2 separate regions of the Mus musculus genome follow, and region 1 is linked to region 2. The links are chromatin contacts, called in public Hi-C maps. All regions are on one chromosome and are shown on one strand. The core of a region is the stretch at or near the end of the contact, and the rest is flanking DNA. Distances in the headings are between cores, read along the strand shown.

The links. A called contact is a pair of places that touch in the nucleus more often than the background predicts.
Region 1: a contact with region 2 is called in a Hi-C map of cerebral cortex, with 2.0 times the contacts expected there. The contact joins two enhancer-like sites. A contact is called at or near these places in 8 of 39 promoter capture datasets (the C10 cell line, the HPC-7 cell line, cranial neural crest and 4 more), 3 of 15 datasets of contacts at CTCF or cohesin (embryonic stem cells, large pre-B cells and pro-B cells), 33 of 484 Hi-C or Micro-C datasets (B cells, the BV-2 cell line, the C2C12 cell line and 20 more), 9 of 115 datasets of contacts at active chromatin or transcription factors (a beta-TC-6 cell line, craniofacial prominence, embryonic basal ganglia and 6 more) and 3 of 9 other capture datasets (adipose tissue, liver and pancreatic islet).

Annotation. Positions count from the first base shown.
Region 1 is chr2:165,252,702-165,259,934 of GRCm38.p6, forward strand. No RefSeq gene overlaps it. Among named protein-coding and RNA genes, the nearest start is that of Cdh22, 22 kb to the left of the region's middle. Within about 2 kb of position 4,505, at least 9 of the 459 cell types and tissues checked have an H3K27ac peak or open chromatin away from gene starts, as enhancers often do. A contact at or near this core is called in cerebral cortex, where this site is marked.
Region 2 is chr2:165,069,336-165,077,092 of GRCm38.p6, forward strand. It overlaps Cd40 (CD40 antigen), which reads left to right. Exons shown (of 9, transcript NM_011611.2): 7 at 294-380; 8 at 482-513; 9 at 1,387-2,319. The coding sequence ends at 1,578. Among named protein-coding and RNA genes, the nearest start is that of 1700025C18Rik, 18 kb to the right of the region's middle. Within about 2 kb of position 5,311, at least 22 of the 459 cell types and tissues checked have an H3K27ac peak or open chromatin away from gene starts, as enhancers often do. A contact at or near this core is called in cerebral cortex, where this site is marked.

The DNA of each region.
Region 1 (7,233 bases), core at 3,255-5,754, 180 kb after region 2:
GGGCTTAAGGAGAGGCTGTGGTGGTGGCAGAGGGGTTACACAAGGCTGGTCCTCTGTTGCTCTCTGCTTGAAATTGATAGCCCGTACCAAAGGGCAGAAGTGTCACCTCTCAATAAGATGAAATCTATGTCTCCAGCTCATGGAGACGACAGGAAGATTTATCAAAGTCCTGGCAAAATTAACATCTGGGACGGGGGACGCATGGCAAGAGCAGCCTCCAGAGGGGGGCTCTCTGCAGTGAGTCTGGACAGTTCCACCATCAGTGGACGATGGCAAAGAGGGAGAGGGAGAGGGAGAGGGCTGTCAGCCAGCCGGTCAGCTGGTCCTGGAGGGGAGGAATACCCAGATAGACAGAAACGGACGTCCAGGACAAAAGGAGGCTGGAAGAAGAGATGGTGAGGGGCAGGGAAGCAGCAAGAGACTTCGGGCTGAGAGCTGACCCCGCCACTCTTTGTTCTGACTGTGGGCCTCAGTTTCCCCATCTGAAGGGTGAGAACATTCTCTATGCTTAATTGAGTTCTTGAAGCAGACCTGCTCCCACGGGAAACTCCAACCTTGGGACACTGGTAAGAATCTGTCCATAGAAAGAAGTGCTTTCTTGTGCTTTCTTCATAGTTCGGGCAGCACAGTAGCCCAGCATGCGGAACCATTACCATCTCTCCCTTTACTCGAATCCAACTCCGACTCTGAGAAGCAAGAGCACCTACCAGGGCCCCACGGGCGGGCTGGGCTCCTGTGGAAATTTAAATCTGGGGCTGCTGGCTGTCATATGTCTTGACTTCTTGCCCTGGCTCCCAACCACACCCCAACCCGGGGCCAAGTCTGGGTACAAATGAATTTTAAAAACTGGGACTGTAGACACCTTACAGATCTGAAATGCTAACCGTGAGTATTTTCTTGACTAGGCCTTAGCATATTCACTGGGCTGTAAGAATCAGAGGACCTGGGGTGTGGTACTAAACCTAGAGAGGGCTCGGCCATGAGGAGGACCTGAGGAAGGAGGCATTGCTATATTATCACCAACTGAGACCAGAGAATATGGGATCCAGGCTGGAGAAAGGCTCAAGCAAGGCCACTCTACAAGTAGGATTTTGGGAAGAGCTGTCACCTAAGTGTTTGGTTTCAGGGACCACAGCCACTCACAACGGTCCCAGCCTAGGTCCTTGAGCCTCCCCTCCCCCAGCAGGCTGCCCCTCCTTTGCCCAGGAGCGAAGAGGCCCAAATCCAATTAGCCTGGGAGCCGACTGCAGAACGTCGCCCCTTTAATATTGCCAGAGAAGCTGCAGAGATAACTGGCAAATTAGAATTCTGCTGGGGTCCCCGGGACCGGCCTGCCAGCCTGCCCTGAGCAGAGGCTGCGCAGTTCTCATCCGGACCGGCAGAGCTGTCTTGAGCCCTAAGGGAGGGGCTGTCTCTGAGAAGCCTACTCCAGCCTAGGCCTCGCCATCCTTCCAGCCTCCACCCCCTCCTGCACCCTTCTGGCCCACACAGCAGTAACCTCTTCCCTTTGGAGACCCTTTCTGCCTCCTTCCAAAGCCTTCAATCTGAGGAGAGGCTGGGGGGCTGTGAAGGTGCCCCAGCCAGGGTGTCAGCCTCAGTTTTGCCTAGCTGTTTCCCTCCTTGCTTGCCCCTCTCTGTTCACGTAATCGGACCCTCCCCTACTGATCATGGTCCAGGAAAGAGGTGGGGCTGTGGACTGCCGGGTCCTAGGGCATCTAAAGTGCTCTTGAGGGTTCACCTCAGGGGTTGCTTCTGAGACCCTGGAGCCAGTGCGCAGTTAGACACCTAAGCCTCCCTACCCTCTTGGGGGATGGGCTTCCAGACCAAGTCCCTGGCTACCCCAGCACTTCTTTGCCACCTTCTACCATTCCTTGTCTTGCTCCGGGCTCAGAGCAGTGGGGGAAGAAATCCACAGGACCTGAACACCCCACCTATAACTCTGAAAAGTAGGTGGGTTCCTGTGGTCCTCCAGCCCTGCCCGAGTCTCCCCAGCTCCCTCCCTCGGGGGACTGGCTGCTGCTGGGAAAGTTAATCCATTACAGTTTAAAGGCTCCACTCCTCGCTGGCAGTAAATTACCTGCTTTGCATTTCGCAGCAACAACTTAACGGTATTAATTTATTGTGCTCTGTCTTTAACAAACATCATTATCATATTGCCAGCCAGGATTATGCAAATGGGAGGGACAAGGGAGAAAGAGGCCCGATTCTTGTCCCCAAAGTCACCTTGATTTATTAACTTTGGGGCTCCGCAATTGGCCAGGTCTGGGAGCACAGGTGAGCTGGAAGCTAGGAAAATCAGTTGGAAGAGAGCTTGAGGCCAGTAAGGACTGTCAGGAAGACCTCCTGGAGTGTAGAACTGGCTGGCTTGAGGGGGAGCCCCGTGACACACTGGGCTAGTCTATTCTTATTCATCTGTAAAATGGCTTGATTAAGGCCTATAGCATGTGCTGAGAATGTAGCTCAGTGGGTAGAGCACTTGCCTGGCATGCATACAGTTGTGGGTTCAAGACCAGAAGCCAGCAGGTATGGTGGCAATGCCTATAACTCTATTTTTGCTCAGGCAGTATAAGGGAAGATCAGAAGTTCAAGGTCACCTACAGAGTTTGAGGACAGCCTGGAATCTGTAAGATCCTGTCTCAAAAAAAATCACGGTTTATCATGTTTGAAGTTGAGATTCAGCAATACATTTTAGGTAGGTATGGTGGAGTACGCTGCCAGTCCTAGCCCTCAGCAACTGGAGACAGGAGACTGCTTTGAGTTGGAGGTTACCCTGGGCTACACAGTAAGACCCTGCTTCAAAAAAATTTTTTTTAATTTTTTTAGTTGTGTGTGTGCACGGTGTATCTGTGAACAAATGAAGGCATGCCACAGTGTGTATGTCATCAGAGGATAATTTATAGAGTTGGTTTTCTCCTTCCATCTTTATGCCAGGCTTACCCACTGGTTCATCTTACCAGTCCTCACAAAGTATCTTTTCCATTCACCCTAAAGAGAGGGTGAGGGGGTTGAAAGAGAATAGGCTGATGGAGAATGGAGTCTTGTGATCCTGGGCTAACCTGGGCTAAAGTTCCTTGTGCTGGGCACCCTGGCTTCTGTGGCTGCTGTTTCCAGGCTGTCTGGATTAGTCTATGTATGGTGGACATACGTGCAGAGATGAGGAAACTGGGCCCTCAGAAGAGGGGAACTGAGAGGAGAGACTCCTGCCTAGATATAGCCTGCTAGTTAGTGAGAGGCTCTCAGATGGTCAAGCTGCAGACAGAGGTGCTAGTTGATAAGGGGCAGCTAGGCTGCAGGGGTGGGACAGGTACCTGCTTTGTCATAAGTCTGGGCACTGAGCTGGGCTACAGCTACGGAGGACTTTCCCCCAGGCCTTCCTCTGTTACAGTGTCTGCAGCTCTTGCTGAGGTCCTGGACTCTAAGCTGTGCCCTGGGCTCCAGGTTGGCCTGCCTGGGAGCCTGAAGTGAGCACCAGAGACCAGAAAATCAGACCTCCATAAGCACCTGCTGCCCAGACCCTGCCCACCTCCTGTCTCTAGCTCCTGGCTTTCATAGTGAGAGCTTGCCGGATTATACAGCTGCCTGTCCCTGGCCACCACAGCCCATTCCCCGACCACCTGCAGCCTCGCTCTGCCAGGAACTCACTGCAGCTTCTTCCTAGCACTGGTGGGCTCCAGCCCAGGGATCTGCCCCGGCCATCAGGGCCTTTCCCTGGGCCCTGCCGAGGCGCCAAGGTGGAGGCTGGACAGGGGCCAGAAGATAGAGGGCACAACCTGGCCCATGAAACTTGGGCCTGATGGACATGGAGTGTGGAGGCAACCCGCAGAGACATCGGCAGCCGTCTCTGTCCCCTCATCCCTGTCTTGTCTCCACCCTCGGGGTCCAGCTGACCTCCAGCCTCTGCCCCCATCTGGACTACCTGTTTCTCCTACCTCCCTCTCTTGGTCTCATCCAGCGGAGACCCAGTCGCAGAGGGAAGGGGCAAGAGAGAGGCAGCCATGGGGGGGGAAGCAATTCAATTTCCAATGTTGGACCTGGCAGTTCAGGCTGGGCCGTGATAAGAAAGCCATTTCCTGTGATGGGCTTCTAATCCAAGCTGCTTTTGCATTCTGAGGCTCCCTCCTCCCACTGCTTCGCATGCCATCTCTGGAAGAGCCCTCTACTCCTAGTGAAACTTACTGAGCTAAGGATCCATGACTGGACAAAGGCCAGGGGACAGAGGACACAGACTCAGGGGAAACAGAGTTGTCAGTGACAGCAGATGATCGCTAGGACTGAGATATATATATATATATATATTTCACTGTCAGACAGAACGGTAAGCTCATTCAAGCCTCCGCTAGCCCCTGAGATAAGCAGGGTCATCCCCATCTTGCAGATGGGAAGAGAGAGTCTGGAAATACATGGGGAAGCGGGGAAGCTGTGGAAGGAGAGTGGGAAGATGACAAGAACCAGGAAAGGGGTGGGGGAGGACAGGGATGCCGCAGCCTCTTCTCCCTTCTAGGCAAGGAGAGGAGGCAGAGGGAGCTCTCGCTCACATTGGCTGCTTCCTGTCAGCTGGATCCTCTGGAGAATGTAAGAGAGGGGCGAGGGTTTCATCCCCGGACTGCAGACCACTGCGTGGCATTGGCAGCATCTTGCTGGCAGCTGGCCAGGTGTCCTATGTGTGGAGAAGCTAAGGCAATTTCAGAGACATGTGGACCAGTGACTCAGGTGGCCCTGGGAGGGGTCCTCCTTCATGAAGGACAGGTGGCTGTGTAGACCCTGAATCCTCTTTGTCTCCCTCTGTACCCCACTCCATCACTGACCCCCCACCAGGGAGAGATAACATTTTCCGAGACTGGTAGAGTCCTTTATTCTTCCTCCACCTGGCCCTCACTGGTCCCAATTTAGATGGGAGATGGATGGCAGGCTGCGGGAGGCTCACTGTGACAGCTGGTGGCTGTACAGGGCCGTGGGTGGTGTCGAGTGGGGACTTGCGTTAGCAAGCAAGCTAATCTCATTTGGTTGTTGCAACCGATACCACCAGGGCTGCATGTTAAGTGGCCAGAGGCAGTGGCAGGCCCCAGGCAGGCCCAGAAGAGGGACTAGGCCTCTGGATAGAGCAGTGGTTCTCCAGCTTCCTAATGCTGCAGCCCTCTACCACAGTTCCTCAAGTGGTGGTGACCCCAACCCCCAAATTATTTGCTACTTCATAACTGTAATTTTACTACTATTACGAATCATGATATAGAATTTGTGTTTTCCCATGGCCTTAGGCAACCCCTGTAAAAGCCTCATTCAACCTCAAAGGGGGGGCGACTCTTTGGTATAGAGGGAGACAGGCCAAGCTAGCCTTTGACTTCTTGGCCCTTGAGCATGAACCTCTGGACAGGAGGCATCTGAAGAGCTATCCTCCCCCAGTGTATTGGCAGAACTGCAAAGTAGAGGGACCCTGGTGGGGAAGGGCCAGGGAAGGGTCTGGAAGACCTGGTTTTGAGACCCCTTCCCATCATCCCACTTCTCAGAACCTCCATTTGGAGGGAGAGGGGACCGGAAGGCACCCCAGACAATATTAAAAGAAGACTGGAAGCTTTGTGAACGAGTCTGAAGACATCTTTCACTCAGAGGGGAGGGAAAGGTGTGCCAGGGATACAGTTCCTGGGGTAGGAGGGAGCCAGGCCAGGAGCTGGCCACACCCTGGGCCTCTGGATGCATCCACACTCCCACGGAAGGCACATGGAGAGCTGTTCATGCTGAGGGAGATCGGGAGTCACAGAGAGCCGGGCCCTTGGGCCGGGAGCTGGCCTGAACTCACATCACCACAGGAACAGGAGCTGAAGCCAGAGCCTACAAGGCACAGCAGATAATCACAGCTGTCGCCTAGGTTACTTGATGGCAGCTGCCAAGCCCCTGCAGCAGGTGACTTAGTTATCTTTGCTCAAGCTCTCAGCTCAGGTGTAGCACACCATGTCTACCCCTTTCTGAGGGACTGGGAGCCAGGCACCAAACCACGACACTGTAATCCAGTTTCCTCCCCTGTGCCAAGGGTCTGACCCACTGCTAGGCAAGGAGAGCCCCATTTTCACATGGCGTCAGTCTGAAGGCACCTCTCAAATGCTGGAGACACCACAGTGCTCCACCATTGCAGTCTCTTGGGCCTTCAGAGACCCCCTCCGCTCACTGATGTGTAATGGTAGGCAGTTATTTTTACCTCTCTGAACCTTGGATTCCATAACGTGGGAATAAGAATACTTGGGAGCCTGAGGGTTAGCTCAGTTGGCAGAGTGCCTGGCTAGTGTGCACAAAGCCCTGGGCTCAACTTCTCGTCCCAAGGAAACCAGCCACAGTGACAATCCCACTAGTCCGGAGGTGGAGGCAGGAGGATGACAATCTAGTACTCCAGAGGTGGAGACAGGAGGATCAGAGGTTCAAGTTCATCTTTGGCTACAGACTGGGACACACGAGCCCTTGTCTCAAAAAGGAAGACGCAAGATGGGTGTGGTAGTGTATGCCTTTAACTCAGCACTCTGCAGGCAGATGAATATCTGTGAATTTGAGGCCAGCCTGGTTTACAGAGTAAATTCCATGGGGCTACACACTGAGATCCTGTCTCAAAAATAAACAAATAAATCATTTAAAAGAGAAAATGAAAGAAAGACAGAGGGGGATGAAGAAAAGAATAAAAAGGGTGCACCCACGGAAATGGCGATCTGCAGCAGGGGTTCACCCTGTGCACTGTTTGAACTTTCAGGGGGCAGTGACTGGGGACCAGCGAAAGGCATGGGTTGGACTAAGGTTTCAACAGCCTGCCTGTAGGGAGCCAGAGAGGCCAATCTTTAGCCCTTGTCACTTTCCAGCATGGCCCCAAGACCTCAGGGACTGAAAGGTCATTGCCAAGTCCACCAAGCTCCAAGACCAACTTCTGTAGGTCACCTGGTCACCTCCACTCTGGAACGTGGAAAGAAGGTCCCCGAGCTAAGCCTCCAGTGTGGGAAGCCCTGCTGAAGTCTTGTGCAAGGGCCCTGGGGCTCAGACCATCTGTCAGAATCAGACTATGCACCCAACCCCCTCCCATGTAGATCTTCCCCACCCCACCCCCACCTCACCTGGCTCAGGTTGGCACTGATGCTGGTTGGCGGAGGTGGAGGTGGGCACTGGATGTGTGAGAAGCCGTTCCCCCGCCCCCTCCCCAGCCAGCTGGAGCCTGGGTCTGGGATGACAGTTCAGCTGGCAGTTAAAGTCCCCCTGGTTGTC
Region 2 (7,757 bases), core at 4,061-6,560:
CACATACCAGGCCCACATACACCGTACCCCACCACCACACAAAGATGGACTCTCTCAATTTATAAACACTGGCAAATACCATAAAGCGTTTTAAAAGTTCCCCTAGTGACCACATTACCCACAATGCTACTGCTTAAAAGCTCTGACCTGGATTCTGGGAGTGTACAGATGCTTTGGGCAAGGAGTGGGAGCACCTGCCAGTGAGAGCACCTGCCAGTGGGAGCACACTCCATTGGGAGCACCCGCCAGTGGGAGCATCTGCCAGTGGGGTCCACTCAAGTCTGTTTCTCCAGGTTTAAAGTCCCGGATGCGAGCCCTGCTGGTCATTCCTGTCGTGATGGGCATCCTCATCACCATTTTCGGGGTGTTTCTCTATATCAGTGAGTGCTCAGGAGAGGAAAGGGAGGGAGGGTTCAGCCCTGTCGAACCAGCCTCCTGACTCACCCTCGCAATGTCCCACACCCCTTCTTCTTCTCACTAGAAAAGGTGGTCAAGAAACCAAAGGATAATGAGGTAAGCCATCCCTGAGGGAGAGATGCTGGAAAGAGTGACTGGTGGGCAGGGAGGGAGGCTCACGGCGTAGGGAGACAGACTCAGTAAGCAGAGAGCTTGTATTGGATCCTTGAGTGTGGACCCATGGAAAAGGCCCATTACACCCACGCTGGTGGGGGCGGGGAGAGGGGGGGAGGATGGACACAGGGATCTTAGGAGCTTGCTAGCCAACCATGGGCTACTCCAGGTTCCAAGAGAAACCCTGACTCGGAAAATAAGGGTTAAGAGTGCAAGAAGACACAAGATGTTGACCTCTAGCCTCTAATAATGTGTACATGGGTGTGTGGACCCTCTACGCCATGAGCATACACCCAATACCACGCCACACTCCGCGCGCGCACATGCGCGCACACACATGCCCAAACAGGTTTAGGGTCCGTTCCCTGGAACATATAGGTGGGCTACTCGCACCCCCACCCAGCCCTGCTCTCAGTCTCCATCGCTTCCTCCTACTCAACTACTTCCCCTTAGGGCAGAGCTGGGCACCACTGGCAGAGAAACTCTGGCTGTGCTTTCCTCCAGCCTTGAATGCTGGGGATGGGAGTCGGCGGCGGGGGGTGGGGGTGGGGGGTGGGGGTGGGTGGATCCCGCCTTCAGGGGCCAGTAGGTGGAACCAAAGGGGCAGTTTCTCCTGCTGGTCTGCAGTGGCTCTGGAAATTTCCTGCCAAATTTCATGTGTCCAGCAGGGGGCAGAAGGCATCCAAGAAATCAGTTTTGGTACACCCCCATCCTCCCACCCCATTGGAAAGGACTTGAAGGAGGGATTCTATTCCTCAGAGGCAGGGTGGCTCTGTGGCTAGAGGTGACATTGGACCTTATACCTTGACTCCCCAGATCTTACCCCCTGCGGCTCGACGGCAAGATCCCCAGGAGATGGAAGATTATCCCGGTCATAACACCGCTGCTCCAGTGCAGGAGACGCTGCACGGGTGTCAGCCTGTCACACAGGAGGATGGTAAAGAGAGTCGCATCTCAGTGCAGGAGCGGCAGGTGACAGACAGCATAGCCTTGAGGCCCCTGGTCTGAACCCTGGAACTGCTTTGGAGGCGATGGCTCGGCTCGGGAGCAGGGGCCTGGCTCTGAGGACTGCTTGCTGACCTTTGAAGTTTGAGATGAGCCAAGACAGAGCCCAGTGCAGCTAACTCTCATGCCTGCCCCCTATCATTTCTCAACTTGCTTTTTAAGGATGGAGGGAGAGCTCGGGCATCGGGGGTCCACAGTGATACCTACCAAGTGCAGCAGTGCAGGACCCAGAGTCGTCTTGCTGCGGCGTTCACTGTAAGGAGTCATGGACACAGGAGTCCGTGGCCCACAGCTTGTGCTGCTAGAGGGCACCTGGTTGCCCATCAGCAGGGTACTGGCTAAATAAATCTGTAATTATTTATACAATGACATCTCAGAAACTCTAGCAGGTGGGGCAGAAAACAGGTAGTAGAATGATGGGTAGAGAAATAGCTTTTAAAACACATTCCAAGGCAGGTAAGATGGCTTTTGTGAGTAAAGGAGCTTGCTGCCCAAACCCGGTTACCTGATTTTGATCCCTGGGACTTCATGGTAAAAGGGAGAGAACCAAATCCAGAGGGTTGTCATTTGACCTCCATGTGTGCTCTGTGGTAATGTACCCCGTGTGTGCACATGTGCACATATCCTAAAATGGATGTGGTGGTGTATTGTAGAAATTATTTAATCCCGCCCTGGGGTTTCTACCTGTGTGTTACCATTTAGTTCTTGAATAAAAGACACACTCAACCTTTATATTTACAATAAGCCTTAAACAGCACAAGAACTGGGCACCTGCCTACCCTGTATGCTATTTGAATCTACTTTCCTATTGATAACCCCCAGTTATTACTTACTACTTACTATGTTTCATCGGGGCTGCTCTTATCTCCTATTGGCCAGCCCCAGGTCCATGTTCTCTTAAACTCTCCTAATCCATGGTGGCTTCTCTTTCCTCCATTCACCTCTTCTCTCTCTTGGTTCTCTTCTAACGCCAAGCCCAGGAATACTAAGCCCCACCTATGTCTCTTCTGTCTAGCTATTGGCTGCTGGCATCTTTATTTACCAATCAGAAATAACTTGGGGTCACTTGGGGGGGTTGTCTACAGTACAGACTCCAGGTCTTGGGGCCACAAACCCATTACAATACAGAGCAAGATCAAACCTCAACAGTGGTGCATGCCTGTAACCCTAGCACTCAGGAGGAAGAGGACTAGGAGTTCAAGGCTAGCCTTGGATATATAGTTAACTCAAGGTCAGCCTGGGCTACATGATTGTCTTAGTTGGGGTTTTATTGCTGTAAACAGACACCATGAGCAAGGCAACTCTTAAAAGGACAACATTTAATTGGGGCTGGCTTACAGGTTCAGAGGTTCAGTCCATTATCCTCAAGGCAGGAACATGGCAGCATCCAGGCAGGCATGGTGCAGGAGGACCTGAGAGTTCTATATCTTCATCTGAAGGCTGCTAGGCTGAAGCTGACTTCCAGACAGCTAGGGTGAGGGTCTTAAAGCCCACACCCACAGTGACACACCTACTCCAACAAGGCCACACATCCTAATAGTGCCACTCCCTGGGCCTAGCATTTACAAACCATCACAATGATACTGTCTCAAAAACAAACATTAAAGAGCAACAACTTCTCCCAACAACCCGAACCATACACACAAAGCCACACATCCTTCAAACAGTTTTTATATACGATATGACAGTATGTAAGCAGGCTGCATATTATATTTGAATACAGTATGTATAGATATGGAAGGAAAGCTAAGATACCATGAATGCCTGTGTGGGTAAAACAAAGCATTGAAAATCCCAACTTTGACAGTGGTCTAGCGAGATGGGTCAGGGCTAGGAGCAGCAGCTCCTGCGAAGGCTCTGGGTTTAGTTTCCAGCCCTCACACAGGGCATATGTGTATCATGTGTGCACTGTCCACACAGGTGGAACACTTGTACACATAATATAAACGAACTATCTTTTTTAAAAAAAGAATGGTGTGGTCTGAAGTGGGTGGGTGGGAGTGTTGTGTTTCCAATAATGCTTCATTATTTTTCCAAGAGAACAGAAGATTCATATAATGATTATGTAATTTTAAAAAACCATCAAACATGTACAAAGGAGATGAAGGGTGGACATGCTGGGTTTGCTGTTAGGTTGAAAGAATTAGGATCTTTTCTGAGCTTAAGTAAGAGTGTCCCCAGACTGCTGTGTCTCCAGGGAGTTTTGCCTGTGTGCTCACAACCAGCAGCAAGCTTGCAAGGCTTCAGGTACACAGAAGCAGCCTTGCAGGGCAGGCAGGGTCGGTGTGCCTCGCTGTTTTGCAGGGGTGCAAATGGGTAAAAAGAGGTGGAGTGACTTGCCATCGGTGACACAGGGCTGTGCAGTGGCCCATGAACTCTCATCTCCAAGCTGCTCCAAGATCTGGCTCTCTGCTTTCCAGAACCTAGGCATGGTGGGCGACAGCTTTCAGGGAGATCCTGGGTCCCTCTCCTGCCCCACGACAACATCTCGGGATAAAAATAGACCATCCTGTTCTCTTTTCCTGCTGTGCCAACTGTAGGGGAGCCTAGCCAGGAGGAGCGGCAGATGGAGTGGGAGCAGAGGGGAGGGAAGGAAGGCCGGGGGACAAGGAGGGGAAGGAGGAGACGTGCCTGAAAGAGGGTTCCCGCAAGACTCCTACTGAGGTTTAACCCGTGGGTCTCAGGATGTTTGGATCCCACTGCTTAGAGGGTGGAGCTGGCAGTGGCTGGTCCTGATGGAAGCCGGGGATGCTGAGGGACGAGGGTGCAGCTGAAAGCCAAGAGAAGGACACCTGGCTTTGGCAGTCTTCCCAGAAGAGCTTCCAGGGCCATTTGGTGGCACCAGGTGGAAGCTTCAGTTTAGAAAGCAGAGGGAAGTATGACAGAGGGGGAGGAGAACTTTAGGGTCTAATACTCATCCCCTGCCTAGAGCCCAAATGTTGGTGGCGCTAACTTCCATGGCAGGGTGTGTGTGTGTGTGTGTGTGTGTGTGTGTGTGTGTGTGCGCGCGCGCGCGCGCGCGTGCGCGTACACATGCATGTGTGTTGGATAGAGGCAAAAGACTCATCTCCCACCTGTTACCTGAGTGATCTTGGGCCAGTCACTGCCACCTTTGCCTCTGTTAGAGGGCAGCTGTCACACCCTCGCGGCAGGTGCTGGTGGCGGTGGTGGCTTCCAGACTCTCCTCCAGGTTACAGGTTCTTGGATTTGAAGGAACAAAGTGACCAACTGTGAGGGTTGCCGAGAGACAGATTGCTGGGCCGCACCTCCCATGTTTCTGGCTCAGATCTGGGACCAGGACCAAGAATTTGCATTTCCAGCAAGTTCCCCAGGTGGTCCTGATACTGCAGGATCAGAGAACACACTCTGAGTACAGTTGCCCTTGGCTCACATTGCTGTGTAAGCAGTGGGTTTCCTGTTGGCTTTGGGATTAATGGTTGGGGCTTCCCCCATCCTGGATACTTTTGTGGCTGTGGTGGCTGCAGGCCAGGCTGGGAACAGCTAGGAGAGTGAGTGCCCAGGAGCACACACTATCAGTCCAGCTAATTGAGATAGTGTCTTATGCACGCCAGGCTGGCCTGAAACTCACCACACGGCAGAGGAGGGCAAGCTGACCCTCCAGTGCTGGGGTTATCAGCATGAGCCACCAGAAACAGTTCAGTGCAGTTCAAGGGACTAAACCTGAGGCTTTATGCATGTCAGGCAAACACTATGTCAGCTGAGCTGCCTCCTATCCCTGAGGGGTGACCACACCCCGTTTCCCTAGAGTGATGTAACCTCACACGCCCACAGCCTGCGCATGGTCCTGCTGCTTTTTGTCTGTCACTTTCTCGGTTCAACGTGTTCCCTGGCTCAACTCCCTGACTCACTGTCTGCTTCCATTCATGTCTCTGGTCGGCTTCTGGAAGTTTCTTCCGAAAGTCTGCAGAGCCAAGCATAGCAAAGTAACTTTTGTATCTTTTAGCATCCCTCCCAGAGGGAAGAGGTGGGCATGCTCTGGTTCTACAGCAGCTTAACATGAGCTGTCTGTGATGCCGGGAGTTCCCTACAGTATGGGCTTCTGCCACACATCCCTGATGAATGAATGACTGGTTTTCTAAGGATCCTTCCTGTCCAGCCTGAATGTTAAAGGGAGGACCAGCAGGTGTTGGGGTGGCAGAGATGGAGGGGTGCCTGTGATGCTGATAGTGGCCAGCAGGTGGCAGCAAGGTAACACTCTAAAGTCCTTGCTGGCTGCTTGACAGTCCTAGGTGATGATAGCTCTGCTTTGAGCTGGCTCTGCACAGGGCCCATGCTTTGGAAATGAGGCCTGTCCTCCTGCCTTCCTCACTCCTCAGTTCTGATTAGAACTTAACAGGCAGTCTCAGTCTGAACACTCATCTGAGGTGTGGGATCGTACTGCACCCATTTCACAGATGGGGCTTAGAGGCCAAACAACTTGTTCGGATTAGAGCTGAGATCTAGATCTAAGTTCGTTCCCATCAAGACTGGGACAAACGGGGGTCTGAGCTGGGCAACTAAGCGGTCGAGGATGTAGGTCTGGAGACTAGAAAAGATGAGGCCACCTGGGCCAAGATCCCTTCCCTGGGGCAAAGTCTATTGGCTCTTAAAGGTGCTTCTCAGGGGGGAATGAGAGGGTTCTGCGTTGTTTCCCAACACGCAAATGCAGCTAATTTTATAGTTTGAAGGTCTTGTTAATATGGAGGGTTTAGGATGGAAAGACAGGGAATCTCAATGTATTCAATCCTTTGCTTGGCGCGCGCACACACACACACACACACACACACACTATATATATATATATATATATATAGTCCTGACAGGAACATGAGCAGGTCAGGTAGCGTGTTCTAAGCACACCGTCTTCATCCTCTGCCATTCAGGAGGTTGGATGAAGCCCTAGGGGCTTTGGCTGAAGTTGTTACACAATGACCTGGGCCCAAGGCACTGCAACCCAAGACTTGGACACTGCTTTTGGGCAGCCCTACTAGGTACAACGTAGCCTGAGGTGGCCCTTCTCCAGGTGTGCGCACACAGATGCCCTCTCGCAGACTCAGGCTTGCAGTAGGTTCCTTGGGCAGCAGAAGTTATTAAAGGCTGTGCCCCGGAGGAGGATTGCTCTCCCCTGGAGTCAGCCGGGCATAGAAAATTACAAACCCACCCGCCGGGGTGGGGAGATGCAGTTTTAATTTAAAAAGGGGGTGGGGAATCGTGCTGCAGTTTGGGGTGGGGAGGTCCTTCCTGAAGGAGGCTTTTCTGAAACTAGTCGTGTGGTAAAATAAGAATTCTAGAAAGATCACCTGCTGGCAACCCAGCAGGTGTTGCCCCAGGGGCAGTGGGCTGGGTCTGTGCTTCCTCTTCAGCACCAGGCCTTCTGTCTCTTGCCCTGCGGATGTGTCGATCTGGGTCTGTCCGTCTGTCCAGCTAGCCCCTGCCTCCTCCTCACACCAGGCCTCCCTCCCACTTCCTTCAGGGACTGTCTGGCCCTCAATCCATCCTTCCCACTTCCTGCCCACCTCCTTCATCTCCAGCCCCTTCACCACACCCGGGTTCTCTCTCAAACAAGTGTTATTGTTTTGGCTAATTATAAAAGCCATACTCCAGAATCACACCCCCATCGGAGCGATGCACAGGGCCAGGAAAACAAGGCCACCTGTGCGCCTCCCACCATCCTGCCAATCATAAGGTACGGTCCTTTCAGAATTGCTTTCTGTGTGCCACAAATAGTTTTTAAACTTGAGATATTATTACATGCACTGTTTTGTAAGCAGCTTTCTTTGCTTAGCGGGATACACCAGATGTCTCTCCGTGCCAATAAATATATAGAGCCACAACATGGTTTTAATCGCTCCAGATTCCATTTGTATGGCAGGCTCCTGACTAGTTAGGGAGCCCTGATATTGCTGGACTAGAAGCATACTCTCTTCTGGTCTTCCTCTGGATCTTCCTGAGGCTCTCTCTCTCTCTCTCTCTCTCTCTCTCCATCATCCATTTTCTTTCCATCCACTCCCTCTACTACTTTCCTGCCTCCATCCTTGACTTCTCTGGCCCCGGTTGTTCTCTTTGAGCTCTCTGCACCCCGCCGAGGGCTGAGGGGGTCGTCTGTGTTTAACACCCGCTCCCCTGTGTCAGACGTGTGCGCGTCTCATTAGCTAGCCTGTCCCCCCAAGTGAGGCAGGCAG